Regions from separate parts of the Sus scrofa genome. Here region 2 is linked to region 1. Evidence: chromatin contacts called from public Hi-C data. All regions are on one chromosome and are shown on one strand. Each heading gives the region's core, a stretch centred on a gene start, on an enhancer-like site or on the middle of the called end of the contact. The rest is flanking DNA. Distances are from core to core; before and after follow the strand shown. Region 1 overlaps CXHXorf21. Region 2 has its middle 16 kb from the start of GK.

The links. Hi-C and Micro-C count contacts between places; a contact is called where the count stands out from the background.
Region 2: a Hi-C map of alveolar macrophages shows a contact between it and region 1, with 2.2 times the contacts expected there. The contact joins two enhancer-like sites. A contact is called at or near these places in 1 of 5 promoter capture datasets (liver), 3 of 47 Hi-C or Micro-C datasets (alveolar macrophages, embryonic fibroblasts and skeletal muscle) and 1 of 2 datasets of contacts at active chromatin or transcription factors (alveolar macrophages).

What each region holds. Positions count from the first base shown.
Region 1 is chrX:26,366,346-26,369,104 of Sscrofa11.1, forward strand. It overlaps CXHXorf21, which reads right to left. Exons shown (of 2, transcript XM_001925715.4): 2 at 1-2,759. Among named protein-coding and RNA genes, the nearest start is that of CXHXorf21, 17 kb to the right of the region's middle. Within about 2 kb of position 1,361, at least 1 of the 83 cell types and tissues checked has an H3K27ac peak or open chromatin away from gene starts, as enhancers often do. A contact at or near this core is called in alveolar macrophages, where this site is marked.
Region 2 is chrX:26,452,719-26,455,421 of Sscrofa11.1, forward strand. No RefSeq gene overlaps it. Among named protein-coding and RNA genes, the nearest start is that of GK, 16 kb to the right of the region's middle. Within about 2 kb of position 1,298, at least 2 of the 83 cell types and tissues checked have an H3K27ac peak or open chromatin away from gene starts, as enhancers often do. A contact at or near this core is called in alveolar macrophages, where this site is marked.

The DNA.
Region 1 (2,759 bases), core at 111-2,610:
TTCTTGAGTTATTTGCCAGGTCTAACAACATGATAAGCTTTCAGAGATAAGGGCCTACTCCTCTGTGTGTGGCACACATACATAGGTGTTGCCTTTGCATGCGTTTAACACACAGTGCTCCAAAAAAGCAGCATCAAATAAATGCTCACTGAAAAAAAAACAAAAAAACAAGAAACGACTGACTTCTAACAAATCATTTCTCAGGTAATCAAAGGCGAAAACATCTGTGATAGTATTATAATACATTTTATACAATTGACTAACCTGCTATAAGAAATTAATCTCATCTATTCCATTTTCTTCTTGAAGAGGAACTCTCAGTAGCAGTTGTTTTCTAGTCAGAAGTATCTATTTTTCATTCTGATGGGTTTTTAGTTTCAACCATCAGATGCAGTAGCCAATGTTGCCAAAACTTGTTTAGCCCTTTGACATGTATTAATTGGTTGCCTACTAGGTGCAAATACTGCTTAGGACATGGAGAAAAACATGAATAAGTCAAAGCTTCAATTTCAGAGGGGGGAAGATAAGCAAATAAATACCAGCAAACAGAACACTATAAAGAAAAGAAGTAACATAATGGTAGAGTTATTTTCCCTTGGAGTAGAAAACCAGTCTTTAACGAGACAAATAAGGTGGTCAACAGGAGAGCAGGTGGTAGTGGTTAAGAACCAGGACTTTTCCAGTAAAATGGAACTGAATTAAAATCTAGTTCCACCACTCACTGGGTGCCCTTGGGCAAATTACCTAACTTCCCTGAGCCCAAGTGGCTCATCAGCCTTAAGGGAAAAAAGGGGAGGAGGGGTGGGAATCATAGGCACCCTTTGTTGAGGTTATACTAAGAATTATATAAAATTCATACAAAATGCCTAACATTGTGCCAGGTACCATGGCAAGCAATTAGTACCTAGTGGCTATTATGATATGTTTTAAAACAGTGAAATGACATTTCTTAATAAATATTTCAAAACCGGGTTCTCTCCATGTTTTCTACATGTTGGCGGGGAGAATCATTCTACAAATAGAGATGGAGAGGATGCTGTTTGTCCCCTTCCCACATTCCTCCTCCTGGGTGAGGAACTCATTACCCCAACAGCTGTTAGGAGTTTGGCTGCTGAAGGCTCCCTGAACTGCCTCACCTCAGGTTACGCCCCCTGGTGGTCAAGCAAGAGAACCAAAGCCAAGCCTCCCATTTCAATTTGAATCCATTTTGAAGGGCCATCCCAATCCCAGAGCTCCCTGAGATTCCCGAGGCCTGGGTGGAAACCAATTCTCTTTTCTTGACTCCCTTATAGAGGTTATACCCAACACTCCCCAGTAAACTTGCTGGCCAGTCTCCATCTCAGAGTCAGCTTCCTCAAGGAAGCAAAACTAAGACAAACAACTGTTGTATGGGCAGGGCAGGGCAGTGCTGTGGAACAGGGTTGGCACATTCTTTTGTGGAAGGAGAGATGGTGTTTCTGGCTTCAGTGGCCACATATTCTGTCACATTTAATGAACTCTGCTCTTTGTGAAAACATCCATAAAGAATACACACATGGGTGTGGCTGTGCTCCATTAAAGCCTTATATTATGCACACTGAATTTGAATAACAATTTTCATGTTACAAAATACTCTTTTTTTATTTTTGCCATTTTATTATTTTTTCAGTGGCCACACCCTCAGCATATGGAAGTTACTGGCCAGGGATTGAATTTGAGCCACAGTTGTGACCTATGCCGCAACTGTGACAACACCAGATCCTTTAACCACAGCCCCACGCTAGGGATCAAACTCGGGCCCCAAGCTGCTGCAGTCGGTTTCTTAAACCATGCACCACAGTGGGAGCTCTTACTTTTTCCATTTTAAAGTGGTTGAAAAAATTCTTAGCTTATGGGAGTTCAAAAGGGATATAACCCAACTTAGTGTGGTAATCATTTAATAATAAGCAAATAGGAAATCACAGCGTACACATGAAATTAACATGTTATATGTCAATTATATCTCAATAAAAGAAACAGGTGGCAGGCTAGATGTGGCCAATGAGCCATGGTTTGCCAAGCCCTGAGCTAGAGGAATAGAGTAGAGCAGTCAGGCTCTCATAAAGCTACCATCCTAGTTCATGAATTTACAGAATTTGACATCATGAGACCCTAGAGCTTATAAGAGAAACCAAAAAGACCCCTTCCTGGCTCCAGAAGGGTCAAGAGGGCATGTAGAAGAGGAAGAGAAAAAAAAACGGGAAAAATAAGGAGTTCCCAGGTGGCCTAGTGGGTTAAGGATCTGGGATTGCCACTGCCGTGGCGCAGGTTCAATCCCTGTCCTGGCAACTTCTGCATGCCACATGTGTGGCCAAAAAGAAAAGAATATATTAAAATGGGAGAAATAAAATCCATAATTTCTTTAGAAGCTTAGTACTAACCAGAAAACAAAACACAGCAAAATAAAACAATAGTTGAATATTCATCATGTGGTATTTTCCATTTAGAAAACTTCATCTCACCTGATAAACAGAATTAGAGTTGAGTGGCTTTTTGTAGCTAAGTAATCATAAAAAATAAAAACACAATTGCAATTAGCTACTATTTTAATATTTATGAATGTATTTTTAAGTCATCTGTTACAGGATAGAGAAAAGAGATAGAAACATATTTTGAGACCTGTTTGAACCTGTCTTTCTACCCAAATATAGCAGCCTTCACAGTCCATTTCCCTCAAGGAGAAACAACTTGGAGGAATTTACTTGAGTGGCAAACGTAGTCTTAACTCCTTACCCTGAAAC
Region 2 (2,703 bases), core at 48-2,547, 86 kb after region 1:
GTCACTTGTACTGAGGTTAGAATTTCAGTCAGATGATTTGTGCAATTCTAAAATACTTCTTTACACTTGAATGTTATGACATTCTTGTTGGCTTCCATTACTGCATCCACATCCGTTCTTTAAGTAGGTTAGAGGTCATTCTTCACCTCCACCCTTTTTACTGTCTCGATGCAAGGCAGTATCAACCATCGAAAGTAGAGGAGAACGTAGGAAGGAATTAAGACCCTCTGGTTTGCCAACTAGATATTGCATTTTGTATACTTTATTAAGTAGAGTTAGTCTTGGGCAAAAACTATGTCATTTATCCTTCAGCTCCTGACTTTTCTTCTGCAGCGTCTCTTTGACCTTTTGCCCAGTTCCCTCCAATCAGGAGGAGCCAGATCTGAGAGGCAGAATATAGAGGAAAGAGCATGGATTTGGCATCAGAATATCCATGTTGTCACCCTTACTCTGCCACTTTGAATTCTGTCGATTTTGGGTTTATCATTTAAAGCGTGAGCCTGGTTTCCTCATTTATAAATTGCAGTGGATAATAGCTTATTGAAGGTTACCAGAAGATATGACACAATAGGTACATTTTTCTGTAATTAGTACATTTTGGTTATTAATTTACCAAGATCTAAAGATAAATATTTAATGTATTGATCCTTACAGCAATTTGAGAGTAATCCCAGGGTCTTTGCACATGCTGCTAACTCTGCTTGAATGATTTCTGCCCTTTACCTTCAGGATTCTGACTCTAGAAGGCTGGTTAGAGTTCCCTTCTTAGAGGGTCCATAATATTTATGCTTACTTTTATTTAGTCTTTACCACATGCTTCAATTCCCATTTATCTGTGTACATAGCCCTCTAGACTAACTAGTCTTTTGAGGGCAGAGACTTTGAGAACAAGAGTCTTTATAGGTCCAGGTAAAACATAGAACGTCCAATAGATAACTAACACAAAGAGAAGCGGAGGAAAAGAATGGATAAAATAAGCACAGGAAAAATCATTATACAAGGCTGACTGTGATCTGTTTTCTGGGAGTTAAAGTAAGAATGTGTCATATATTCTTGAGGAATCCATTTCATAGAAGAAATGGAATTGGAGAGAGGCCTTGAAGGATGGGAATAATTCAATAAGAAAAAATTGGAAAGACATCATCCTAGATGGCAAGAAGAGCACAGTCAATGGCACAGAATAGGGAAGGAGCAGGATATCTTTGGGGAACAGAAAGTGGCTCCTTGGCAGTAGTTAGAGTACACATGGGGAAGTTATGGGGGATGAGGCTGCAGAAATAAATAGGAGCTTCCTCTGAATTCAGAGATGAGGAAGTTTTAAAGAGTTTCCACTGCTCCTTGGCCAATGTCCATTTCTTCCCCTAAGTGCTCGGAACAAGCTCCTCCCCCATTTCTCCTAATGCTGACAGTCAGAGCACAGCCTCTTTTCCACCATTAGTACCTCGCTTGTATTGGGAGCCTCTTCTGGGGCTATCAGCGTAAACCCCTACTAATGATTTACTTTAATTGCCTCTTCTTCCTACCATCATTTTACACTAACTGGGTCTTCTGACTTCATTACCCTGATATCTACTCCTTAAAAAACCAAATTTATGGGTATGAGCCTGCTCTGAATTTTTTTATTTTGTCTTTTTAGGGCTGCACCTGTGGCAGATAGAGGTTCCCAGGCTAGGGTTCCAATTGGAGCTGAAACCGCTGGCCTACACCACAGCCATAGCAACAAGGGATCCAAGCTGTGTCTGAGACCTACACCACAGCTCATGGCAGCACCAGATCCCCAACCTACTAAGCCAGGCCAGGGATTGAACCCACATCTTTATATATGCTAGTCAAGTTTGTTAACTGCTGAGCCATGACAGGAACTCCCTGAATTTTTTTTTAATTTTAATATAATTTTTCACATGATCCACACATGACACATTAAGAACCAGACAAAGTAGATCATGATAATCTATGGCTGCAAGTTGGGGGCTGGATACAGTGGATGCACAAGAGAGAAAAAGCGTTGCGAGTTATCAGAATTAGTCCACGTTGGGTTTTTTTTTTTTTTCCTTGCCAGGCCTTGAGGACCTTCAATAATAACCTTTCATCTCAGGCCCTAGCCAAGCCTGACCAAAGCAGACTTTCTGGGGCCTGAATAGTCTTGTGCTATTAGCTTTGGGCCAGTGCTTGCTGTTATGCTGCCAGCTTGACTCTGATGGTTCTATGTTGGTCACACATATTTCTCTATATATCTTTGTTGCTTTCCTGATGTGCACGGCCATTTTCCCATTAGCTCTGCCCTGAACAACCTGGCTGGCCCTCACCTGTAGTGCCATGTCATGGCCCAGAGATTGCACCTATGGTACCATATTGAATTTCCTAGAATAATAGTATTGATCCAGAGCAAGCCCATATGTACCATATCCCTATGTCCTTTTGGCTGCTGATAATCTTAGAAGCCATCCTTCTAGACAAGTTAGTTCCTCTAGCCCCAGACCCATCTCTTCCTGATCTTCACCTTTAGCCACCACCACTACCATCTCTGCTGTTCCAAAGATACACAGATCAAGGACATAAAGATGGGAAAGTGGATAAGGTTGCATTACTAACCCCAATTTTTCAGCTCTATCTGCAAGCAGACACTTGTCATGGTCTCCTCATGGGTGGAATGGATTTCCCTACCCCTTGACTTTGGGCTTGGCCATGTACCTTGTATGGATA